Regions from separate parts of the Gossypium hirsutum genome. Here all the other regions are linked to region 1. The links are chromatin contacts, called in public Hi-C maps. All regions are on one chromosome and are shown on one strand. Each heading gives the region's core, a stretch centred on a gene start, on an enhancer-like site or on the middle of the called end of the contact. The rest is flanking DNA. Distances are from core to core; before and after follow the strand shown.

Region 1 (3,886 bases), core at 595-3,094:
TCCTTGGAAAAAGACTAATATTGGGCGTTTGTCAAATGGAGCTGAGTCAGCACTCGGAATCGTCCTCACGACATGCCTATAAGGAGCAATTATATCCTTCTCAATGTTTGCTATTTCAGAAGGGTAATTCCCGAAATCCGCAAGCACAAACATTGCAGAGCCAAGTTTCCCTCTTGCATCCAACATGCTATTTGGATGGTGAGCCACAATTACATGGTCCTTCCCCCCAAATCGCTTCCATTCATTCTGCGCAGTCAGGAACTTAACTAATTTATTCTGCAACATTTTATTAACACTAACTTTCTCCTTTCCTCGAAGCTTGGAATGCCGATTGTAACTAAGAGATGCAAAGAATGGCACAAAGATTAGGTCTGCTTGGCTCGAGTTAGTGACTCTGATTGCAGCGCAAGGTCTGACCACATTCGGTATGTTCGAAGATAGAAGATCTAGGGTAAGCCAGTACTCGATGCTATGTTGCAGATTCAAACCTCCAGGGTATGACGGAATTCTACTCGGGTCGTTTACCTCAGGCCATACTTGATTCAATTTTCCTTTCCAACCCAGTAACCCAAAGTGAAATTCAGAAGGCAAGTCATACATATATACCCTTAAAAGAGCCTGATTGGTGTCACAGGACTCAATAGTTGGGTGCCGGTAAGCGCACATTTTCTTCCTGTAACCGGACTTATGACAACTAGAATCCCCACTTCTTACCAGTGTTTGAGCATCAACTTTTGAGGACTCAGTTGAGAAGAAGGGTAACTTCAGCTCATTTTTAACATTTGATTTCAAATAAACCGTGCCATTGGCAAGAATTAATTTGAAAACAGAGTGAGGTATAAGAGATGAATTGCCAAATTGCAGAAGGAACACAGAAGAAAGGATCAAAAGAAGCATGGAAATGGTTATAATACAGAAAAGAAACCTTGAGGGAAAGATGCCTTTTTCAGACATTGATGATAACATCTAGAAAAACCAAGCTATCTAATAAATTAAAAAAAAAACCAAAACGGCAACCAATAATACACTTATTGCTCTTGGTCAGCACGAAATTGGGGGCTAAGCCCGAAACCCGATTTCTTTGTTTAAAACCCTAAACGGTGAGTTGATGGAAGCTTTTTTTTTCATGAAAATTTCAAGTACCAAAAAGATCAGCTTTCTTGACACATCCTGAGCCACCAATCCGAGGAAAAATATTCCTTTCCCCTAAAGGTTTTTACAGATTATGTTCTTTATGTACTTATTAAATGCACAAAATCTCGTAACTTTCAGATTTCAGAAAAGAAAAGAAAAAAAAAAGAAAGGAAAAACCCATAAGCTTCTTCACTCTTTGGACTCCTCCTCAATAAAAAATACCATTAATCTGCAACACGCCAATAAGGGAAGAAAAAAAATTATCAAATATGAGCAGCTAAAACTTCAAAAGAAGATCCCAGAAAACAAAAATACTAAAATCTATTTAAAAGAAACCAAAAAAAAAAAGAAAGTAAACTTGCATGAAGAAAATCGGAAGTTTATCATCGGGGCATGGAAGTTAGATAATTTGCAGAAATGGGTGGCCGGCAAATTGCAAGAAAAATGAAAAAGAAAAAAGAGGTACCTTAGAGGGATGAATGAATGGTTCTTTTGGGAAACTGTGTAAAGAAACCGAGTGTAAGGGAAGGCAATGGTGTTTAACTAAAACAGTCAATTTACTACCTTTTACTTAGCAGATTTTAAGATTTGTTGCTGAAGTTAACTGCCATAATTTTACATAGTTAAGAAAATAGTGTCGTATGGTAACTACATTTGTAGCTGTCAACGACTTAGATGGAAAGAGAGAAAAAACAGAAGAGGAATCACAACACTTTCTTTGTCTGTCCTTTTTTATTTCTTTTATTATCATTTTACTATAAAGGGTAAATTTGTTACCATTTTTTAGGTCAATCTTTATTATTAATCCAACACTATACATAAGTTTTAGATTTAGTATTAATTATCTATTTTTTAAAAATAAAAATTAAATTTATTAAGTTAAAATTTACTATTAATTATATATTATGTGTAAATTATGGATTTAATTTTTATTATTTAATTTAATAATTTGTAGTAATATTGAGAAAAAAAATCAACAAATAAAAAACAGACCAAAACTAAAATATTTGGAAGATTTATAAAATACAAGTTAAAAAATTATGGTTACCTAATTAATTTTTTTTAATTTGCATTAGATCAAAAATAATTTTTCAAGACGTTTTAAAAATGACACAAAAAGATCACAATAAATCAAATTTTAAATTTTCGTACAATATAAAAAACAGTACTTTTATCTGTGCAATTTTAAATATCACGAAAAGTTTATATTTCCTTACCTTATAAGCGTAACGTTGACTAATCAAAATGTCACAAAATGTTTATTTATTTTGTGATATTTAAAAAGTTGCGAAAATTTGAACTAAAAACATCACCAAGGAAATATTTATAGTTATTTTTTAGATCTAAAGTAACTATATAATTTAAAAGCGTTACGAAGTGAGTATTTTTAGTTACCTTTATTCGTTGGATTTAAAGTAAGGATATAATTACAGTAAAAGTGACGAAATGGGGTATTTTTAGTTACTTTCATTTTTTATTTAATTATGTGACTTTTGAAATTTAAAATTTAATTTTTATATTTTAAATTTGAGACTTTGAGTCTCTATATTTCTTTATTTAAAAATTTTGGTTTCTTCATTTATTTTTTCTTTGAAGTTAACGATATCAAAAGAAAAATAATCTTTTTAGTCTTCAACATTTACAGTTTTTTTATCAATTTGGTCTTTACCCTTTAAAAGTAAATAAATTTTTTTATATTTTAGATAAAACATTTATAATTTTAAAAAAATAAAAACTATGAAAAAATAAAAACTCTTTAAAATTCAAAAAATAAAAATAAAACTGATTTTAGAAATATAAAAAAATTTAAAATTCAATGTTATCTAAATTGAACTTGTAGCACCTTGAAAATTTTCCCATATTCCATATGAGATAGTTTAGATAATTTTAACCATAGACAAGGGTGAAGCTAAAATATTTTTTTAGGGGGAGCTGAAATTAAATTATATATTTTTACAATACTAAAAATGTAATTTCACCATTTTAATATCTATATCTTTATAAAATTTAAAGGATTAAATTAATTTTTTATCAGTTTTAAGGGGCAAAGTGCAAAATTATCTTTACTAATTTAAATTTTTATAAATCTTAAAGGGGCCTAAATGAAAAAGTTTCTATTTTAAGGGGGCCAAAGCCCCTACCAGCCCCCTGGCCACGCTCCTGTCTATAGACCCAATGAGAAAATTTTATTTTTTTAATGGATCTAATTATTTTTGGGTTATTAGAAAGTCGTTAGAAATCATGTAGTCTATTCTTAGAGTTTCAGGCCTAATCAAGTAAAAATACGAGTTAAGAGGTAAAATGATAATTTTGTCCCTAAGAGTATTTTAATCGTTGGGGGCACAATTGTGATTAAATATTAGTTTTTAAATGTATGAGTGGTAATGAGATGATTTTTACGGTATTAAAAAAATCATATTTTAGCTTGAAACCTCATGTTATTGATATTTTGACCTTTGACCAATATTTATATTTTAAAGTTGGTAAAAAAAATCATCTTCCACCTCATTTTTCTTCAATTTCTTTTCCATCATTTCTACTCACTTTCTCTTCAAACCCACCAATTTTCTTTCATTTTCTTACAACATTTCTCCATAAAAACTATATGTGAATCTCGTTGCATTTCATCATTTCCACCATCTTCACCTAGGGTTTATGAGAAAAGAGGAAGAAATTATATTAGTGTGAGAAGTTGAGATTTTGCTAAGGGTTCTTCCTATTTTTGTATTTTAACATCTTATTTCATATTTAT
Region 2 (3,886 bases), core at 460-2,959, 480 kb after region 1:
TCCACTTACGTTATCATGTTGTAACATTTTAGTCACTAAGCGTTAATTTTCATTAACGGTATAACGATAAACTAACATGACATGTTAAAGCACCATTTCAGACGAAAATTTTAGGTTAAATTATACAATTGGTCTCTCTATATATATATTTTTTATTTTGAGCAATTTAATATTTTTCTTTTATATTCATTGAACTTTCCTTTTCTTATCTTTTTTCCATTCTCTTCTCTTCCTCTCTCTGTTTTCCTCCCTTTTCCATTTATTTTAACGTAGTTTTTCTATATTTTTCATTTGTTAAACTAGTCTCTATATTTTATTTTTTGAATAATTTAATTCTTTTTTCTTTTTTCTTTTATTCTTCCCATTTATTTTTCTCTCTTCTCATATTCTTCAATGCAGAAACATAATCTTTACCCACCAAATAAACCAAGTTTTTGTTTCTTTCACATGATTCCTAAATTGCATTTCACTCAAAACCGAATATCAATCATTCTTAATCAAATCTCGATTAGAATAACCTAATTTTGAAACTAAAATTGGATCTAACTAATCAATATAAATAACCATATCCTTAATCAAATCTAAACTTAAATTTAATTCTTTATATTCAAAACAAATTTTTTCTGTTTCTAAAATTTTACAGAATCATGTAGATTATCCATTTCCTTTTCTTTTTTGATGAATAAAATTAAGCAAATAATAAAATTGATCTAAAACTTCTTGGATATTCCTAAGCAAATTTGATAGGAAGCCGAGCATGGATGAAGCGAAGAGAGAAAGTGAGCATGAAACCAAATTGGTTTGGGTAAATTTGAGGGTAAGATTCATACCGTGGTCGTTTTAGTTATTGAGAGTGTAGAGCTCGTTTGAAGAATCCGTGAAGCAATGTAGTTTCAAGAGGACAAGAATGTTGTAGGTAAGATAGATATGGTGGTTGTGGGGGTTGGTCAGGAGGTTAAGGGAATGAGCTCGAGAAACTTTGTTGAGGGTGGACTGCTATAAGTCACGACTAGCGAGGTCTTTGAGTGAGGTGAGCTTGTGGACTAGGCCATTGAGAGATCCAAATTGGTTTGTTAAAGTGATGATGGATGATGAAGGTTTGTAATTGTGGGGTGAGAATATGCGATGTAAGTTTTATTTTCGTTTTAGCTTTCGCCTTTTTTTTCATAAACATAAAAAAGTTTTAACAAATAGAAAATATAAAAAAAATACGTTAAAAGAGATGGAGAAGGGAGGAAAACATAGGTAGGAGCAAAAGAAAATGAAAAATAAAGAAAAAAAGGAAAGTTAAAAAAACATAAAAGAAAAAAAATTAAATTGCTCAAAACAAAAAAATATGGGGATTAATTGTATAATTTAATCTAAAATTTTTGTTTGAAATGATGACTTAACGTGCCAAGTCAGCTTACAGTTACACCGTTAACAACAATTAATGACTTAGTGATTAAAATGTTACAACACGTTAACGTAAGTGACTAAAATGTAACATTTTAAAAATAAATGACTAAAATATAACATGAGGTAAATAAAAATAATTATTTTAATAGTTTACCCAAAATTTTAATATCTAACTATTCTCCCCCCCCCCCCAATTTTAATATTTAGTTTAATATTAACTTACAAGAGGTTAATTGGGTAATTTTATTTTCAAGCCTACGGCACAACTCCACCGAAATATATATTAACGGATGAAAAGAAAACGTGCGAGGAATGGAGTTGGATCCCTAATAGCGCTCTTATAAAAATGCCCAAATGCAGTTGCCGGGCTCAGGCCTTTCAAAACAGCTTTGCTATAAAAGCCCCAACACAACAATAGCCTGAAACTGCACTTCAATCTCGACATAGATAATGGCGGGAAAGCAGATCGGCGGCGAGGGCTTGCCAGCCAGCTTCGCTGGAATGTCGAAGAATCAACTTTACGAGATCATGTCCCAGATGAAGGCACTCTCACTCTCACTTTCAATTTTCTATTTCATTTCTTTTTCCTTTGTTCCAAACGCCAGTTCCTTCGCCATCAAATATAATTGGTAATTTAATTACTAGTTTTTAGTTGATCGTTTTTTGTCTATATGCAGACGCTTATAGAACAAAACCAGCAACAAGCGAAAGAGATCCTTATTCAAAACCCTCTCTTGACTAAAGCCCTATTCCAGGTTTTTCTTTTCTTCTCTATTTTCTTTTTCAGTTTTCTTTAAAGCTCTCTTCGTTTCCCTTTCCGATTTATTCTCCATTCTTTGAAAAGTTTTTATTCTGATACCGATAATAATTACACGTTGCGATTATATGTTGGTTCGAATGAATTGTCCGTTGCTATAACTGTGAGAATTGCATGAAATTTTGGTATAGTTGTTTAGAGTAGCTAGTCACTAAGAACCCGAGCAACTTGGCACTGAATACGGTTGTATTCAAGAACCTTTGTATGGTCAATTAGGTTTCTGAAGTTGCTTTTGTATTTAAGGGATGCCTGTAGTTCTTTATCTTTCTTGGTGGATTAGTTGTAATGCTGTAATAGCCCTCCTTTTGCTTTTAAATTCATGTTTTTAGATGGTGTACTGTTGAAAATCTTTTGGAGCTTCCATGCCTGAACAGGTCTTTTTTTCTTTCTTTTTTTTTTTTTTTTTTTTTACTCCAGGCTCAGATTATGGTTGGAATGGTTAAGCCCCTCAAGTGGTATGTTTTTTTTACTTATGTGAAGTTGTCTTGAAATTTTTATGTTGGGGACTGTGCCTGTGTTTTGAAACTTTGTTTGTGTTTAGATTCCTACCATTCAGCCACCTACATCGCAGCAATCTCAGTGTCAGCAATCAGCACAACCTCCTCCAATGCCAAACATCCAGCCAGCAAAATCATTGCCAAGTCAACCCGGGTTGCAGGACCAAGTGGCTCCATCTCAGACCCAACCTCCTTTAAGGAAACAGCACCAAAACCAAGCTGGGGCACATATCTCAGCTGCTGCTGTTCCTCCAGCCAGCATTCAGTCCCAACGCACGCTGTCACATTCCCTTCAGACACCACAGCAGATGAAGGGGCATCTGAATCCTCCGATGTCCCTTCCACAATCATCTCAACTGCCAAATGTACCTCCAGTTCCTCTTCACTCATCTTCACAGCCCCATCATCATCAACAAACACACATGCCAATGGCCTCTGGCCAGTTGCAGCAGTCTTTGCAGACAACTGGAATTCCTCATATGCCTCTCCAGCCACCAATGCCGCAACAGGCTAGACCACCTACACTGCCAACTTTACATCATCAGTATACCCCCCAAATGGGTCCTAATGTTGGTTTCCAGCATCCTGGTGCTCCCCAGCATCTTTCACAGCCTATATTCCATGTAAGTCAGAAGTTGAATTTTGGAAGCCTTGGGTTCTCCCTAGTAACATATTCTGCAATAATTCCTTTTATTTTTGAATTGTCCAGTCAAGTAATAAACCACCTTCTGGCCTTGGACCTTCTTTTCCACAAGGACAGCCACCACACTCAAATCAGCTGCCACCTCAACCAATGTATCAAAATCAAGTATGTGCATAATTTAGTTGTTGATTTGTATTGGTTTGACCACTTAGCAAGCATTCTTTATCTTTCGTGGCTGATTATAAAAATAAGCTCATGTTTTTTATTTATGCTTAGTGGCCATAAATTAAGTGGATAATTCTAAGCACTCCATGGTCTACCTTGCATTTAGAATAGATTCAATTACATTTTATCAGGCGCAAGGGAATATGTCAATTTAGATCTCCCTTCTGCTAGGTGATTGGTTGACTAGTTTATGCTTTGAAGTTCAATGAAATAAAAATAGTGGATTCCTTTCTATGTATCTGAAAAAGTAGGACAACATTTGCCTCATTAATTCACCTTAACTATTTGGGTTTGTGCCACATTAAA
Region 3 (3,886 bases), core at 771-3,270, 280 kb before region 1:
TATTAACTGGGTATAATTGATTCATTTATATCGAGATATTGTGAGCACTGAGAACTATCTGGTACTCCGAATAAAATCACCTCGTGATCGTACGAAAGCTGAATAGTACATTTGCTATTGCGCATTGAGTTTACCACTAACTCTATTACTTTTGGCTTTCAGGTGAACCATTACACTAAATGGGATCGATGTCACGGCGGCTCGGTCAACCTTATCTTTTGCTAGGCTTAATATGAGATTATGTCACTACTATATTATGGATTTAAGACGTTTGTGAACTAAAGTTATTCTGTTGGGTATCTGGATTTAGATATTCTAACTATCTATCTTATGAGTTTGCTAAATTATTAATATGATGTTGTAATTCTCTGAACTTGGTCTGGACAACTAGACTGGGGTTAGGGTGTTACATTTTGCCACATGTCACATCATGGTTGTGACACAGGGTTGCTTTAACTGAAAAAAGTTAAGGGTAGTTAACTTTAATAGTCAACTGTTAAAGTTAATGAACAAATGATCTTTTTAATGCATATTTTAACAGTTCAAGTACCCAATTGAGTGAAAAAAATCAGGAGCTTAATTGCTTTTTTTGAAAAAGTTTGAGGGACTTTTTGATGCACTTTGAAAGTTCAAGTACTCAATTGAGTACTAAAAAAAAGTAAGAGCTTAATTGCTTTATTAGAAATAGTTTGAGGGCCTTTTAATGTATTTTGAAAGTTAAAATGTCCAATTGAGTAAAAAGAGTATGGACTTAATTACTTTTTTAAAAAAGATTTGAGAGCTTTTCACAACCTTAAACTAAATTAAATATCAAAGAAGGAAAAATGTCTATGTCCAAATCTTGAATAAAGCTGTAGGCTTTAAATGAGCCTTTTTTTAGAGGTAGTTTTTGTTAAGGGATTGTTTAATTTATTTTATTTAAATGTTTTGCATGAAAATAAAAATCTAATTGACTTGTAGGGATTTAATAATATTTTTAGAGTGTATTTAGACTGGATGAGAGATTTTGGAAGAGAAATTTTATTTCTTTTTAAAATTTAAAAGATAGATTTACTTGTTTGGAAAAAAAATAATAGAAAATTAATTTTAAAAAAATTCAAAAGGAATTTTGAATACCTCAATTTTCTTATTCAAATTTAACTTAAAGAGGTTATTTTTCAAAATCCCTTTTGGTCCCATAGTAAAATAAAAAACATTAACTTTATAATATAATTTTTATTTAATTCCAATATATATTTTTAAATTTTATATTATTTAAAATATTTATATATTTTTACAAATATAATGATATCCATATTACATCTTTTATATTATTTTTTAATATAATTATTATTTTTAATTTATTAAAGTTCATTAACCTAATTTTTTTAAAAAAAATTATTTATTCAAACAAAATAGAAACAAAAAACTAATATTTTAAAATGATGGATTTTAAAATACTAAAAGTTTTAAAAGTCTTTGGCATTTTAAAATTTTTTATCCAAATCCACCCTTAGAATTTAGATAAAAATAATAAAAATTAAAAAAAACTAAAAAGAAATTTTGAGTAACTCAAATTCTTTATTCAAATTCTACCTAAAAATATGATATTTCAAATTTCCTTTTATTTAAATATGTGGTCCCATAGTAAAATAAAAAAATTAACTTTAAAATATGATTTTTATTTAATTCTACTATATATTTTGTATTATTTAAAATATTTATATATGTTTACAAATCCAATGGTATCCATATTAAATCTAGTATATTATTTGTTTTTTATATAATTATTTTTCTTTTATAATTTTTAACCTAATTTTTATTATTCAAACAAAATAATAAGAAATACTAGTATTTTGAAATGATATATTTTCCAAAAATTTTCAAAATATCTATTATTCAGTAGTGTTTAATAATAGTAGAGAATTGAAGATCTGCTTTGAGAAAATGAATAAAAAATTCCAAATCGTGCAAATTTCTTTTTTAAGACCTAATATAAACAGCATGAACTTCTAAATAGTGGTGTCATATAATTTGAGTTGAACAGAACAGATTTATCTCACAGGGAGAGGGAGACAACAACATGTGCATGTTAGAATAACACACACCATGCATGTAAACTACTCACACTCAAACCATGTGTTTACATCTTATATAGGTACCTGGTGAACCCTAGTTTCTGCACAAACCGAGAAACTTTACAGCTTACACCATGACTGCTCTTGCCTTTACACCTATTCTCATGCTGTTGCTCTTGGTTGCCAGTCTTCCCACTTCCCTTTCTCAGGACCCTATCACCCCAGGACCAACCGTATCCGACTGTAGCCCACGTCTGGTGGCTTTCATGCCATGTGCACCATTTGTGCAAGGCAATGCTCCGAGACCAGCGCAGTCCTGCTGTGACAATCTCAATCAGCTCTATGGACTGCAGCCTGGTTGTCTTTGTCTCCTCCTCAAAGACACCACTTTAAGTGCTTTTCCCATAAACAGGACTCTTGCACTGCAGTTACCTGTTCTTTGCAGGCTCCAAGCTAACAGCTCTTCTTGCTCAGGTACCATTCAGATCTTCGAATTAATTATCTTGCATTCACGCCGATATCTGACTAATTGGCTTGATATTTTCTTTAAGGGTTGCCTTACCCTTCGGGTTCATCTGGTTCTCAAGTTTCTCTAGGGACAAATCATAACTCTTCTGTCGCTGGTAATCAAATTATTTTAAAAGGCTTGCCTTTTCTTTTTAAGACCAGATGGGTGAATAAATTTTCTATTAAATGGATCATCATCATATTATAAGTTAAAGTTTTGCTTGTTTCCCCAGCTTCTTCTCCCATGGGGAACCCAAATGTTCCAATGGCACCAAGACCAAGCATCATGGGGTTGGGGTTTGGCCGGAGCAAGGCTGGAAGATTGAAGGCAGAAGGCCTCTTAGCAATGGTGGCTGCTGCTGTTATTCTGTTTTCAAGACTCGCGCTTCCATAGTTTTGACTTTGGTTAACAAAGTGTTGTTTCTTAGGTGTATTTATAGTTTTGAGCAAGTTATTTATTGGAACAAAGTTTATCTATTTGGGAATGAAACATATGCTTGCAATGGTTAATGTTTGTTTCATCCAAGCACAACCAAACCATTGTGGCAATCTCTATAAATTCATATAATAATAACATAATTAAACCAAAAATTAAGCCTATTAAGCTTTAAAAAAACAGATGGAAGCAACCGTCAACTTTAACGTATGATATTATCTCAAATTATAAAGTTATACATTACATGCAGTAGATTACAAATCCAGGCAAAGCCCGTAATAAATTCAAGTGATCCCAAGTATAAAGACATTTTATGTTAATATTACAGCAACTATTCCAAACTGGGTGCAACTTCAGTAGGGTTTGAATCAAATACATCTGAAATTTGAGACATCGGGTTCTTCTAAAAGCTCTCGAGACTGTATAGACTCTTTGTATGCTGGAGTCTCTTTAAAATCTGTGGCCCCTTCGTTGTAAGTAGCCACAGAAATCCCACATGCAATTAACTGACAACATAGAGACGTCAGCTTGAAGAATCATCAATTAGTCTCGAACCAAATTTTAGATAAAGTGCAGAAACCAAGGAACAAACATATTTCACATGTACAACAGGTTAGAAATTCCCAGTATCATCACAATATAAACCCAATAAAATGAAATGAATTATTCTCATCATTCATCAAATACATAAATGGCAAGCTAGCATACAGGAAATAGATTTGTAGTCTACTCTAAATTCTCCTACTTTTTTTTTTCTCAAGGGGATTTTGAATAATAAAAAAAACTAGTAAGCTTTTAGCAGATTCTTTTTGAACAAGTGATGAACAAGATTTACTTTTAGATCATCACAAATTTGGGGAGCAGGATGAGGTTTACCTAGGCTTGA

What was found. Hi-C and Micro-C count contacts between places; a contact is called where the count stands out from the background.
Region 2: a contact with region 1 is called in a Hi-C map of leaf, with 2.8 times the contacts expected there. The contact joins the promoter of LOC107933318 here to the promoter of LOC107915768 in region 1. A contact is called at or near these places in 3 of 34 Hi-C or Micro-C datasets (all in leaf).
Region 3: a contact with region 1 is called in a Hi-C map of leaf, with 3 times the contacts expected there. The contact joins the promoter of LOC107923440 here to the promoter of LOC107915768 in region 1. A contact is called at or near these places in 4 of 34 Hi-C or Micro-C datasets (callus, leaf and seedling).

What each region holds. Positions count from the first base shown.
Region 1 is chrA08:57,384,490-57,388,375 of Gossypium_hirsutum_v2.1, forward strand. It overlaps LOC107915768 (probable arabinosyltransferase ARAD1), which reads right to left and starts at 1,845. Exons shown (of 2, transcript XM_041074698.1): 1 at 1-1,845. The coding sequence starts at 966.
Region 2 is chrA08:57,867,128-57,871,013 of Gossypium_hirsutum_v2.1, forward strand. LOC107933318 (cleavage stimulating factor 64) reads left to right here and starts at 1,710. Exons shown (of 7, transcript XM_041074700.1): 1 at 1,710-1,941; 2 at 2,076-2,153; 3 at 2,633-2,674; 4 at 2,757-3,335; 5 at 3,422-3,520. The coding sequence starts at 1,849.
Region 3 is chrA08:57,108,465-57,112,350 of Gossypium_hirsutum_v2.1, forward strand. LOC107923440 (non-specific lipid transfer protein GPI-anchored 10) reads left to right here and starts at 2,021. Exons shown (of 3, transcript XM_016853666.2): 1 at 2,021-2,531; 2 at 2,609-2,680; 3 at 2,798-3,074. The coding sequence starts at 2,192. The coding sequence ends at 2,958. It also overlaps the pseudogene LOC107923353.